Linked DNA regions of Capsicum annuum: region 2 is linked to region 1. A link is a contact called in public Hi-C data. All regions are on one chromosome and are shown on one strand. The core of a region is the stretch at or near the end of the contact, and the rest is flanking DNA. Distances in the headings are between cores, read along the strand shown. Region 1 holds the start of LOC107852495 (protein kinase STUNTED). Region 2 holds the start of LOC107852496 (putative E3 ubiquitin-protein ligase LIN-1).

Evidence for each region. Hi-C and Micro-C count contacts between places; a contact is called where the count stands out from the background.
Region 2: a Hi-C map of leaf shows a contact between it and region 1, with 3 times the contacts expected there. The contact joins the promoter of LOC107852496 here to the promoter of LOC107852495 in region 1. A contact is called at or near these places in 2 of 5 Hi-C or Micro-C datasets (leaf and placenta).

What each region holds. Positions count from the first base shown.
Region 1 is chr4:162,323,884-162,330,347 of UCD10Xv1.1, forward strand. It overlaps LOC107852495 (protein kinase STUNTED), which reads left to right and starts at 2,895. Exons shown (of 10, transcript XM_016697531.2): 1 at 2,895-3,346; 2 at 4,131-4,228; 3 at 4,618-4,861; 4 at 4,958-5,689; 5 at 5,776-6,024; 6 at 6,202-6,365; 7 at 6,458-6,464. The coding sequence starts at 3,169.
Region 2 is chr4:162,591,031-162,597,494 of UCD10Xv1.1, forward strand. It overlaps LOC107852496 (putative E3 ubiquitin-protein ligase LIN-1), which reads left to right and starts at 3,945. Exons shown (of 17, transcript XM_016697534.2): 1 at 3,945-4,181.

The DNA.
Region 1 (6,464 bases), core at 1,645-4,144:
TAAGTCTAATCTGTTGCAACAGTGTGAAGACCTATTTAATAATTTCCAACAAATGACCTAAATTTTACAACATATGCCTAAATTTTTTTGATATTTTTCAACAGTTACGCTTGAATATCCTTGTGCTCGACACCACCAAATCAGTAGCAAATACACACACCACCATAAAAATTTTAGCAATTAGGCTTGAATATCCATGTACCCAACAACACCAAATCAGTAGCAATAATGACAATAATGTAGTATCTTCTTGCTCGATTTTGTTTCTCTTCAGAAGCCTTGACTTTGTTCAACAAATCCCAGATTACACGATTTGCTTGTGAAGAGTATCGTTCTTCATACCAATCAAAGTAATTGCATCCACCCAATTTCTATAAAAAAGAGAACACAATTACAAAATAATTACAAGTCAATAATTAATCAATTAATTAAATAAAAAAATATTACCTTTAAAATCTTACAAGTAAAAAACCTACGATTTGAATTTTGTTGAGTTCAAGAAGTCTTTAACAGAGCTTCATGACCGCACTTACAATATCAAAAATCTTTATCACAAAAAATAGTGGAAGATGTGCTCGACATTGTCAAGCTCAATTGGAAAAAAAGAAAGAAATAAATTGAAGAATTTGGATAGATAAAAGAAGATGACGATGAAGAAGAAGATTTGAGAATTTAGGGTTAAATTTTTGGAGGAAGATGAATATATAAGTCAATTGGAGGGGGGAATGACTGTTGGGGGCCAAGTGTCGGCAAGTCAGCAAAATGTGTCAGACTGACACATTTGATGCCTATTTTATTTTACGTGTTTAAAATGAACACTATCTACTTGATGCCTATTTTATTTTAGGTGTTTGAACTGAACACCATCGATGGATTCTGCCTTTTTTATTTCAATTCACTTTAACCTTTTTACACGTAGTGATAATTTTTTATGTCTAACGAAAGTTGAATTTTTATAATGCAATAGATTCTCCATCCGTTGTAACAGTTATTCTACCTGTTCTGACATATAATTTATCTGTTAAAATAGGTTGGTCATCTATTGCATTATCTCGATGTTTCTATCTAAGTCCATCTGTTGCAAAAGTGGAAAGACCTGTTTGATAAATTCCAACAAATTACCTACCTGTTGCAACATATGTCTAAATCTGTTTGACTTTTCCAATAGATGTGTCGTCTGTTGCAACAAATACATTATCTATTGCAATATTTGAATCTAGTATTCCTTTTCAATTAATAAGTTCAAATCTAAGGATTAAATAAAATTCATAGACAAAATAAAATAAATCGACACCTTCAGAAATTAGCTGAAATAAGTCAACGAATAAATAAAATGTAAAAATTTAGTTATGGGTACAAATATCAACAAATACATCAACAACAATTTAAGTATGATGCCCAAGAATTACTTTGGGTTAGAATAGGTATAACTTGAGAAGGAGGACAACATTTTAGTCCAGTAACTATGACAAACTCCTTCCAACCAAAATAAACAGGCATGCCATAGTAATTTATCCACACCTCATCCATCTTATCTTTGTTTTCTTACATAAACCTACACTTGAAAAATTAATATATCATTTTCATTTGGAAACAAGCATTGTTGTCCTCCAGCAAATCAAAAGGATAACAATAAATCAAACAAGCAACGATGAAGAATTCGAAGATGTTGTGGCTGGAAAGCAAGGCTGTCACGTCAAGTGAAGGTTGAAGTCGAAAAGAAACTCAAAGCCCAACTATTTGTAGTCGAATATTAAATTCGCGAGGATTGAAATGAGAAATTTGAAGAACAGTTGGTTGGAAAAGAGTTGAGAGAAGCTGTCTAGAGAGGGATGAGAGACAGGTTGATTTGAATTGAAGAGAGGAACTCGAAGCCCAACTATTTATCGTCGGAGGTAGAAGTCGCCGAGGGTTGAAGGGAGAAATTTTGCAGAACTGTCGGTTGGGAGAGAGAGGAGAGAAGCTGTCGAGAGAGAGGAGAGAGTGGTTGATTTGGATTGAAGAGGGTGTGGGTTGGGTTGATTTGTATTTTTGAAAAGATTAGAAAGTTTTGAAAATATTAATCAAGTCCACAATTAACTTAATCAAGTTTTCTAATGATGTTTGACCTTTAAGTTGGTCAATGTCATCAATCTTTCAATCAAAACTTAAAAGACATCTTTCCTTCAATTTTCTCTAGTTAGTAGATGAAGTTGAATTAATAGATTAATAAAAAATAAAATGGAAGGTAAGGAATATAAGTACACGTCTTAATTGGTTAAAAATATAAAATTAAAAGTCCAATAATAAATTAATAATTATTTAATATTTCATATTTTATTATTTTTAAAAATTAGTCAATAGAATGTAATTAAAGAAGATATTGATATTGTTCTTTTTATACTTCTAAAATCACTGTAATTGTGATTAGTTATTAACTATCAATTATTATTTCACTATTTATAATTATTTTTAATATTTCATTGTTTTTGAAATATATAAATGCTATACAAGAAAAACTCATTAATTTTATGTGAATAAGATATTCTATTAATAAATAATCTTAAAAGAATTCTCCGTACCTATACTATTATTTCTTTCATTTCATTTTGGTTAAATGCATTTCATTTTATATGATTATTAAGAATTTATAAAATAATTCTTTATTTATATTAATGGTATTCATTGAACCTAAAAATATTTATTAAAATTATAATTATTAATATAATATATTATTAATTATAAATATAAAAAAAATAATTATTAATTAATTACTTAATAATTTAATAATTAATTAATTAATATAGAGTAATATTTATTTTTAATAAAATGACCAACTAAATTGATTCTAAGGAGCAGCAGTAATAGTTGAGTTGCGTATTAATTTATGGGTGGCGGGCGGTTTAGCTTGTTGGTATTAAAGCTGCTAACCCCTCAAAGTGGACCAAACAAGAAACACCCAAGTCATCATTGTTACTTCAATTAATACTCCTAACTCTCACTTCTCTCTCTCTAACCATTTGTTCTCTCTATCTAACCTTGAAAACCAATCTACTCTACTACTACTCTTCTAACCAAAAAAAACCAAACGCTTAAATTTAGTCTTTTACTCCTCTTTATATATGAGTAGTTTTTTCAGTTTATCTCAATAATAATCTCAGCTCTCATAAAATCCCTTTGGCGCCAAAAATGACACAGTTACAATGTGTTCTTGCTGGGGGAGAAGGAGAAGGAGAAGATGGTAACAGAACAGTTATTGTTGGAGTAAAGATGGATGGTGCAAGTAGAGAGCTATTAACATGGGCTCTTGTCAAAGTTGCTCAACCTGGTGATCGTGTCATTGCTCTTCATGTTCTTAACAATAATGGTATCCGTTTTTCTGCCTATTCAAAATGGAAATATTTTCCTTTCGTAAAATTTTTTTCTTTTTTTCTGCTGCGACTTTTTGACACCCCTTTTTGTTTGTTTTCATTTTCTCCCCTTGAAACTAGAATTCTCAGATTGTTTTTCTGTAATTTATCCTGGAAAATGAAATGGTTTCTTCTGCTGGTTCCTTTTTTTTTTTTTTTTTTTTTAAAATTGGGTTTTCCCCCCACCTCTCTTTGGGACTTTTCTACAAAATCTCGTTTATTTTAGCTGAAATTGGGAAATTTGGAGTGAGCTTTTTTTCTTTCCTGAAAGCTGAAACTGAAAAAATTTCGTGTCATTTTCTCTGTATTTTTTTACCCTCCTTTTTTACAGTTTAAATTGGGAAGCAAGAATTATTGCTAATATTATTACTTTTCTCAAATTGGAAACTTGAAAATACTGTAACAAGAATTATTAATGCCTGAAATTTCTTTTCTTTCCAATAGAATGTTTTTTTTGTTGGAACTCTTTTGCCTCAGCTTCTAAAAGAAAGTTGTGTGTTTGTTTTCTTGTTTTGGTACATTCCCCTTTCCCTATCCCAGTACAATTTGTCATATTTTTGATGTGATGATGTGAATATTTGAATGAGAATTTTGTTCTTTTCTGGGGTTAACATAAAAATGTCGTGTCTTCTTTGAGTTGTCCAAGTAGGACTTTTCTGTTCTTATTTTCTTTTTTTCATTTTCTATTTCTTCTTTCCGTGCTATATTAAAGTTGTAAGGATTTTGATTATGTTGGCACAGAAATTGTAGATCGTGATGGGAAGTCCTCACTGTTATCGTTGGTCAAAGCATTTGACTCTGTTCTTGCAGTTTATGAAGGCTTCTGTAATCTGAAGCAGGTAAACCTTCTGAATTTCATTATTTTGCCCACAAGGTTAAGTGTTTTTATTTTTTGGTTTGGGGCTTAAGTTCAGACTTAAATTTTATGTCTAGGGAAAATATTTTATATTGATGAAAAACCATTCTCAAGTGTTCTATTTTCTTGTGGGGAGGGACGATGAATGGATTATGACATTGTTGGTGGATGGAAATATTGCGGCATTAATTTTTTGGTCCTTCTAATATGATCTCATAAAGATGGTCCTTTTTTTGGAAGGGGGGGGGGGGGGGATAAATAAGGATGGGAAATATGTTCTTACAGGCGTCATAAAGTGTTTTTGTCAGTTTGTTTCATATGGTTGATGTCTTGTTGGAGCGAAAGTTCGATATTTTTCTGTTATTATTGCAGGTGGATCTTAAGCTAAAGATCTGCAGAGGTACATCAATCCGAAAAATTATTGTTCGTGAGGCGAATTCTTACTTAGCAACAGATGTTATAGTCGGGGCTGCCAATCATACAATTCGATCATCAGCTTCAGTTGCAAAGTACTGTGCTAGAAAGTTGCCAAAAGATTGTTCAGTCTTGGCTGTTAATAATGGAAAAATTGTTTTTCAAAGGGAGGCCTCATTAGCATCGTATGCCAGTTCAAAAGGTTGACATTACATTTGTTTTTGGTTTATTGAGCAATATCTGTAATTCATAATTACTGACTTTCTAGCTTTGTTTGTTTTCCTGCTTCTGTATGTAGAACTTGAGCATCACCATGGGAATCGTTTGCTTAGTGTAATTCAGAGGACACTGACTAAGAACTCTAGAGCATTAAACGACAGCACCGGGTTGAGGCCAACAAATTCCTGCAGGCAAGATGGTTATCAGACTCTGGGTGAGGCATTACTGAAAGCTGCTTCTGCATCAGCAGAGAATTCCCTTCAACAGAACTGTTCAATCTGTTCACCAGGCAGTCCACTGCCTGATAATTCTTGTATCCAAACACATGAAGAGCCTTCAGACAATAACCATGATGATAATTCAATGGCGATAGTACCCGTGCAGAGGCAGGAGTCAGGTTCTAGTTCAATTACATTGCTGATCAAGGATTTGCCTGAAGTGAGACCTGGTTGGCCATTGCTTAGCCGAGTCATTTTATCAAATCAACAAGCTGCAGACACTTCATCAATAAGAAAACTCTCTGTTGTTCAGTGGGCATTGTGTCTGCCGAGTAGACATCTTTTGTGCATTGAGGATTCAGAGAAGAGAGATCAACAGTCTGCTGCTGATGAAACTCATGCTCCCGTGCTAGATGAAGAAAGTGGTGCAATTGTTCCTGTCAATCACGAGACAACATCCTCCAAATCGTCTCCGGACAATTCACCAAGAACCTTACCAAGAGAATTGGAGGGACTTCATGAGAAGTACTCTGCAACGTGTAGATTATTTAAATTCCAGGAACTTCTCTTAGCAACCTTGAGCTTTTCCTCAGGTTAGTGCTTTTCTCAGCTGCATATTCACAAAAAGACTCCAGAGTGCATATTTATAGTTGACTTACATTCATTTTCATGATTACAGAGAACATTATTGGTAAAGGAGGAAGCAGCCAGGTTTTCAAAGGCTGCCTTCCTGATGGCAAGGAACTGGCTGTGAAGATCTTAAAACAATCTGAAGATGCAGTGCGAGAGTTTGTTTTGGAAATTGAGATTATTATTGCCTTGAGTCACAAAAACATAATCTCCCTATTTGGATTCTGTTTTGAGGACAACCGCCTTCTCCTTGTATATGATTTTCTATCAAGGGGGAGCCTTGAAGAGAATCTACATGGTATGCTAATAGCATTTTCCAAAATATTGACTCTTTCCAATGAAGTTTCTACCATATCATCCTATACTTTGTGTTTTTAGAGGCAAAATATTGTCTAGAAGTAGAATTAGAGCTGTGAACAAATATAGAAGATTTTCAGGTCTTCAATCTTTTTGACTCAGGAGGTTGTTCATTTAGGTAATAATAAGGATCCACTTGTGTTTGGGTGGAAAGAGAGATACAAAGTCGCTGTTGGTGTTGCTGAAGCACTAGAATATCTTCATGGCAGAGATGATCAGCCAGTGATCCACCGTGATGTAAAATCATCAAATATACTACTGTGTGATGATTTTGAGCCGCAGGTACTCTTTTGCTGCTTCTTTCCTGTCATCTTTGGAATAAAGATTGCTACTTTGATCTAGCTAGTAGTTTAGTTGGCCTTTTCCTTTTTCAGCTCTCTG
Region 2 (6,464 bases), core at 2,695-5,194, 270 kb after region 1:
TAATCTATATCTATGATATATAATCTATATCTATAATATATTAAAAGTGTGAAGGGTATTAAAAATGTTGATTGAACTTTTTACTCTTCATTAAAAGTCTATGTTTTAGATAAAATATTTTTTTTACTATTTTTTCTAATATTTAAAAGCTAAAAATTAATTAAATATATTTATAGTAAAATCTTTTCTTATTAGTTATTTCCCTAAAAGAAAACGATTTTGTTTTTATTTTTGGTGGGTCACTGTTCTCCAAGAAAGTTTGGTTGACGTAAAAAAGATTTTTGCTTTTTTAATTTTTGAGTACGTAATGTTTTTAAAAATAAAGAAAACAATTAAAACTTTGCCTAAAATATATGAAAACAACTAAAACTTTAGCTAAAATATATAAAAATATAAAAATCCTAGTGAAATATTAGGCTTAATCTAACATAGTCCTTATTGTACTTGACATTTGCTTCTTTTTGTTTTCTTTTGGTATTTAAATTATACTCGAAGATGGAAAAAAAATATCAATTTAGAAAAAGGATATAGCCATTTACTTCTATAAATTGTTCTATTATTTCATGTTTATCATCAATTTTTTTATGATATTTGAGAATTATATTTTTATTTAATTTATGTTTATATATATTTTGGTGTGTTGGTGACATAAATATTCTTATAGCTACTATATCGATGTGGCCTATAATAGTTTTATCAATTTTAGGTTTGTGTTCTAGATGAGTGTTCGGATGGATTTTGAGATTTTTTTGTATGAATGTTAGCGTTAATCATATTGTTCTAATATTTCAATTATCATATTCTTTTGTTGTAGTTTCTGTTTAATGATAACTAGTATTTTTTTTCATTAGTTTAAGAGTTCTGAATCAACTAAATTTGATTATAAGAAGATTTGAAAAATTTAGAAATAAATATAAACACGTTAGATAAGAAAAATTTAATAAGTACCAAATTTTAAAAAGTTTTACGTAATAAGAATGTAATCAATAATTTTGTAAAAGTTTGATTTTAAAAATGAGAAAAGATTTTAAATATAGGTAAAAATAATTGTACCACAAATATGATTCAAATTGATGTGTCTCTCTACTGCATGACAAACGCAAAAGTGATGATCCATCATTCACTTAAAACTTATGGTAAAATATATATGTGTTTACACTAAAATATATGTTTATGTTTACTTTATTATATTAAGATTAATACATAATTACCCCACTGATGTTGGCTGAGATTTTCAAAAAGACACTTAAACTTTGAATTCGACCTATTACCCCACGGTTCTTCTTTATTCCTTTGCAAAAACACCATTTTTCGCTGAATTTCAGTCACACCAAAAAGGGTGCAATGCACACGCCAATCAGGTGTTGCCACGTGTAAATACATTTAATTTCATTTTTTAAATATTTTTTAATAAAATTTTTCTTTTAACTTTATTTATCAATCTTCTCCAATTCTCCATTAATCAATTTTCATATCTTCTTCCTCAATTCTCCATTAATCAATCTTCATTTCTTCTTCCCTAATTCTCCGTTAACAACAATTACTCTTTTTTTCTCTTCTTTTTCCCCAATTCTCCATTAAAGCTAGAAAATTTCAAAGAAAAAAAAAATTCTCCTTAATGAATTGAACTAGTGGGATACAAAATCATGTATTGACTTTAATATTTTCTTTATTTGTTTAAAAGTTGTGAAATCAAGTTTTCTTTTTGTGATTAAATTTATTTTTCGTCTTCAACACCATTTACTTGAATCATAAAATTCCATTAATGGAGCTTTAATGGAGGAATTGAAGAAGACAATGGTATTAAAATCTCATTACTCATTAGTACAGAGTAATTTCTTCCTTCTTTTTCTTCTTCATCATCAATCTTCATTAATGGTTTATGAATATTTGACGGAAACTAAAAGTTTTAACTTCGGAGAAAATCGAGCGACACAATTAATGGAGATTAATGGAGAAGAAAAAGAAGAAGAAGAAGAAGAAGGAAGTAGAATAAGAAACGAAGGAAGAAGATGGAAAATGAAGAAAAAAAATGAAGAAGATGGCAAATGAAGAAGGTGAAATGAAGGAAGAAGATGAAAAATGAAGAAAAAGAAATCTAAAATACAAAATTTTAAAAGTGGATCCTTTTTATTACACGTGAAACATTTTAATTCGCTGGTTCAATTTTTTTTTTCCATTCACGCGCTTCAGGTGCGTGTAGACACGTAGGGTCAAAATTTTGATTAAAATGGTGCATTTACAATGGTTTAGGTAAGATTCGTGGGGTAATAGGTCGAAATTATAGTTTAAGTGTCTTTTTAAAAATTTCGGCCAATATCAGGGGGTAATTATGTATTTACTCTTATATTAAAGTGTGAAGGATCTCTGAAAAGTGATTTGACCTTTTTATATTTCATTAAAAATCTACTTAATATATGAAATTATTTAAATTTAAATAATCGAATGTTACACGTGTAAGACACGTATTGGTAAACTAGTATTTAAAAAAATCTGAGCTACATATATTTTACGGTGGGAACCGTGGAATAGATGCATTCCAAACAATGAAACCAAATACATTAGATGCCTTTTTGTCTCGTCGATCAGCCTAAACGAACAATCACTATTAAAACTATGAAAATACTACTATAACTATAATACATAAATACATATAATATGTTGACAATGTCAATAATATTGGAATTGGTTGATAATGTAGTCGTTTGGTCATGAAAACTAAAATTTTTCGAAGTTGGAGTTGAAATTGGGTTGGAGTTGTGTTTGGTCATGTTTTTTTTTGAATTTTTTTTTTGACTTTTGAAAAAAAAAATTTTAATATGATTTTGTGCCCTAACTTTTACAAACTATTAAAATCACTCAACTAAAATTTACTTACTATGGGAAAAGAACACAATTAGCCACTATTATAAAAATAATTACATATACATGATCATATTTAATGAATTTCAATTATGACATATATAATATTTACATTAATAGCCGTTTTCTCACATTTGAAAATTTTAAATATGGATGTTATATTAACAGATCATTGCTTCCTGTTTTTTAGATAACAAATATTATCTTTTAAACAAATTTTTTTTTTTGAAATTTATTTACTTCATTTTCTGTTCCTAAAAAATAGGAAATGATGAGTTGTTATTAAATTTTAGATTGCCGCTAATTTATTTTTTTAATTTTCTTATACATAAAGGATTTTACTGTGTGTGAATAAATTATTTTTATGTAAAACATGCTTTGCATATTTATGGTATATTATATCATATACCATAAATGTATAAATATGCTTAGTATGTTTCAATATACTTTGCATTTTTATATATGTGTGTATATAGTATATACATGGTATAAACTTCATATATAAAATACTTAGTATATTTATATTATAAATATGCTTAGTATGTTTCTTAATACTTTGTATATTTATATATGTGTATATGATATATACATGGTATAAACTTTATATATAACATATTTTGTATATTTCTATTATAAATATAATACTTTATATATTTATAGGTATAAATATAATACTTTATATATTTATGAGTATAAATATAAATTAGCAGTAAAATAATATCTTAAATATGAGAGAAAATTAAATAAGGGATAAAAATAATGATGAGAGAGAAAAAGAGATATATAATTAGGATATCATTAAGTTTGAAATTATAATTATCTTATTGTGTAAAACTGCTATATACGCAATATTGAAAAAATAATGTTATAAGGAGAGTTTTATGTAAAAATTTAAAAGATTGACGTTATATATAATAATAATAAAAGTTATAATTGGAGTTGAAAAATTGTGAAAACAACAAAAACCTGTTTTCCTTTTTCCGAATTTTTTTCCAAAATTATTTCTGAATTTTTATGATCAAACACCATAATTTCCAACTCCGAAAAAATTCCCTATATATATATCAGCGAGTAAAAGAAAAGTAAGTTATTCCGGCCGGCCGGCTGCTATTATAATATTAGTTTCATTTTTCTAGTCATAGCTTTCTGACTGTATCTAAAATTCCAATTGTAGATTTTGAGGATTTGGCTTAGTTAATTTCTAGAAACAGAAGACTAATATAATGAATATAAATCTTCTGATGAAGCTCTTGTCGTAATTAGCTTGTTCAGCAAGGTTTATTGCATGGATTGCTTATGATTAATCTCATCAAATTAAGGTACATATCTCTCTCTCACCCACACTAAATTCATGAAATGATATTCTTGAGTTTCTTGTTTAATCAACTTACATACACTGTCTTGTGTCAGTGTAAGTAACAGTAGTAACTTTTTGTACATCATCACTCTTCGGGTTACCATTAGTTACCATTCTAACTGATAATCTATCTTATTTTCCAACAGTAAAGACGAGACCTTGATAATTGGGTGAGCGAGATAAAACAAATAAGATTAATCCTGATGAGATATTGAGCCATGTTGATCTTAAATTATTGGTGTGGTTGGTACGAAGGAAAATGTTATTCATGAAAATAATTTTCTTGAAGATGTTTTTTCTAGGAAAATAAGTGAATTTCTAACTTATTTTTTTGTGTTTGGTAAGTAACAAAAATATCATTCTAAAAGTATTTGTATATGATCCACACAAATACTATGGAAGGTGGTAGTGTAGGCAGAGGGTGGGGTGATGGGGATGGATGCTATCGAGGTAGAGATGAAGATATGATGTGATGGAGAGTAAGGAGGACACGATCAATAATTTTCAGAAAAATAATTTTCAGAAAATCATTTTTCTTATTTTCAAGAAACATATTTTTTTAAATATTTTTTTTTTTTTTTAATTTTAACCAACTAAACATGAAAATAGTAGAAAATATTTTTCTAAAGTTGTTTTCCTTCCTACAGAACACACCCTAAGCATGACGGGATATTATATTAAGGCTGCATTTGTTTTTTTTTAAAGATTCGGACGTTTGAATCTGAATGCACATCTGAATGATTAAGATAGTGTCTCTAGATCTGAAAACTGAATAATTAAGACTGTTTGTTTTTCAACATATGAATGTACAAAAAATTTTTATTTGTATATATAATAAAATAAAAAATATAATTCAAATAAAAAACTAATTATATATCAAAAAAGTATGTAATTTAATACAACAAAATTATTATTTGATTGAAAAAAATTATTTATGTTTGTTAGTGATAGTGAAGATGGTTTATAATGATGGTTGCGGTGACAATGATTGATATTAGTGATTAGTAATGTTAGTGGTGATAGTAGTGATGGTTGATATTGTAGTGACTGTTATGACGGTGGCGATTGATAGTGGTGGTGGTGGTTGTGATGTGACGTTGCTTGATGTTAGTAGTTGGAAGTGTTGATTGTGATGGCTGAAAAATGAATGAATGATGGTTGACGATGTGTTGGTGCTAGTTGAAGATATTGTTAGTTGTGATTGTGGAGATGGTTGTTAGTAGAGATAAATTGTAGCGATGATAGTGATTGAAGTGATGGTAGAGGTCGCGTTATTAGTGACAATGGTGGTGGCCGCCGAAGAATGTGTGGAGATTGTGATGTATTAGTTGTAATTAGCGGTGGTGCTACTTGTGATAGATGAGTTGGTCGATAGTAGGGATTGACCGGTAGTCGTTGATGATGGTGGTGCTGTTGGCGGCGGTGGTGGCGTTAAATATAAGTATAATTATAATAATAGAGGTAGTAGGTGTGTTAGCGGTTGACAATAGTGGTTGATAACAATATTTGTTGTTGATGATGGTTGTGATGGTAGAGGTGGTTGACAATGATGGCGGTGACAGAGGTGGTGACTGGTGATTATGAATAGAATGACTGTGAATATTATCCAATACTAGAATATCTGTTCAGACCTATTAAGTCGTGATTCTATATCTGAATGATTAAGACCTATTCATACCTATTAAGAGCTAAAATCTTAATAAAAAACAAATGTATTTTATGGTCCGAAGTCTGAAACATTTTCAAACCTCCATTAAATGCAAACAAATGAGCCCAAGTTTATGAACCTTGAGGATAAGCGGTTTAAAAGGTCCCTACTTTATTGGTTTAAGACTAAGTGCTACAGTTAATTCTGGTATATATGATCCTGAAATTATAATTGATTACAATATTGTAATTAGTTCTTTCCAGTTTTTTGACAAATAAACAAGTAAAAACTTGAATTTTTGCTAAATATGCTTTTAAGGATGTTTTAATGAACTTATAATCGAACTCCTTATAACCTATTATTTCCTTTGATCTTCTTCTACCATTATATCCACAACTGCAGTACCAGAAGTGCGCTCAACTTTTTGAATCTACTAGTTTTAATTTTTCAGCGTTGATTATCTGCACTAGTCTCATCTAAAGGTGTCAAATGAGCGGATTTAATCAAATTTGAGCAAGTTTAAATGAGTTGAAATAATAAATGATTTTGACTGATTAGGCTAAAATGCGAGTCGTAACCCAATCCGTCTATTTTTAT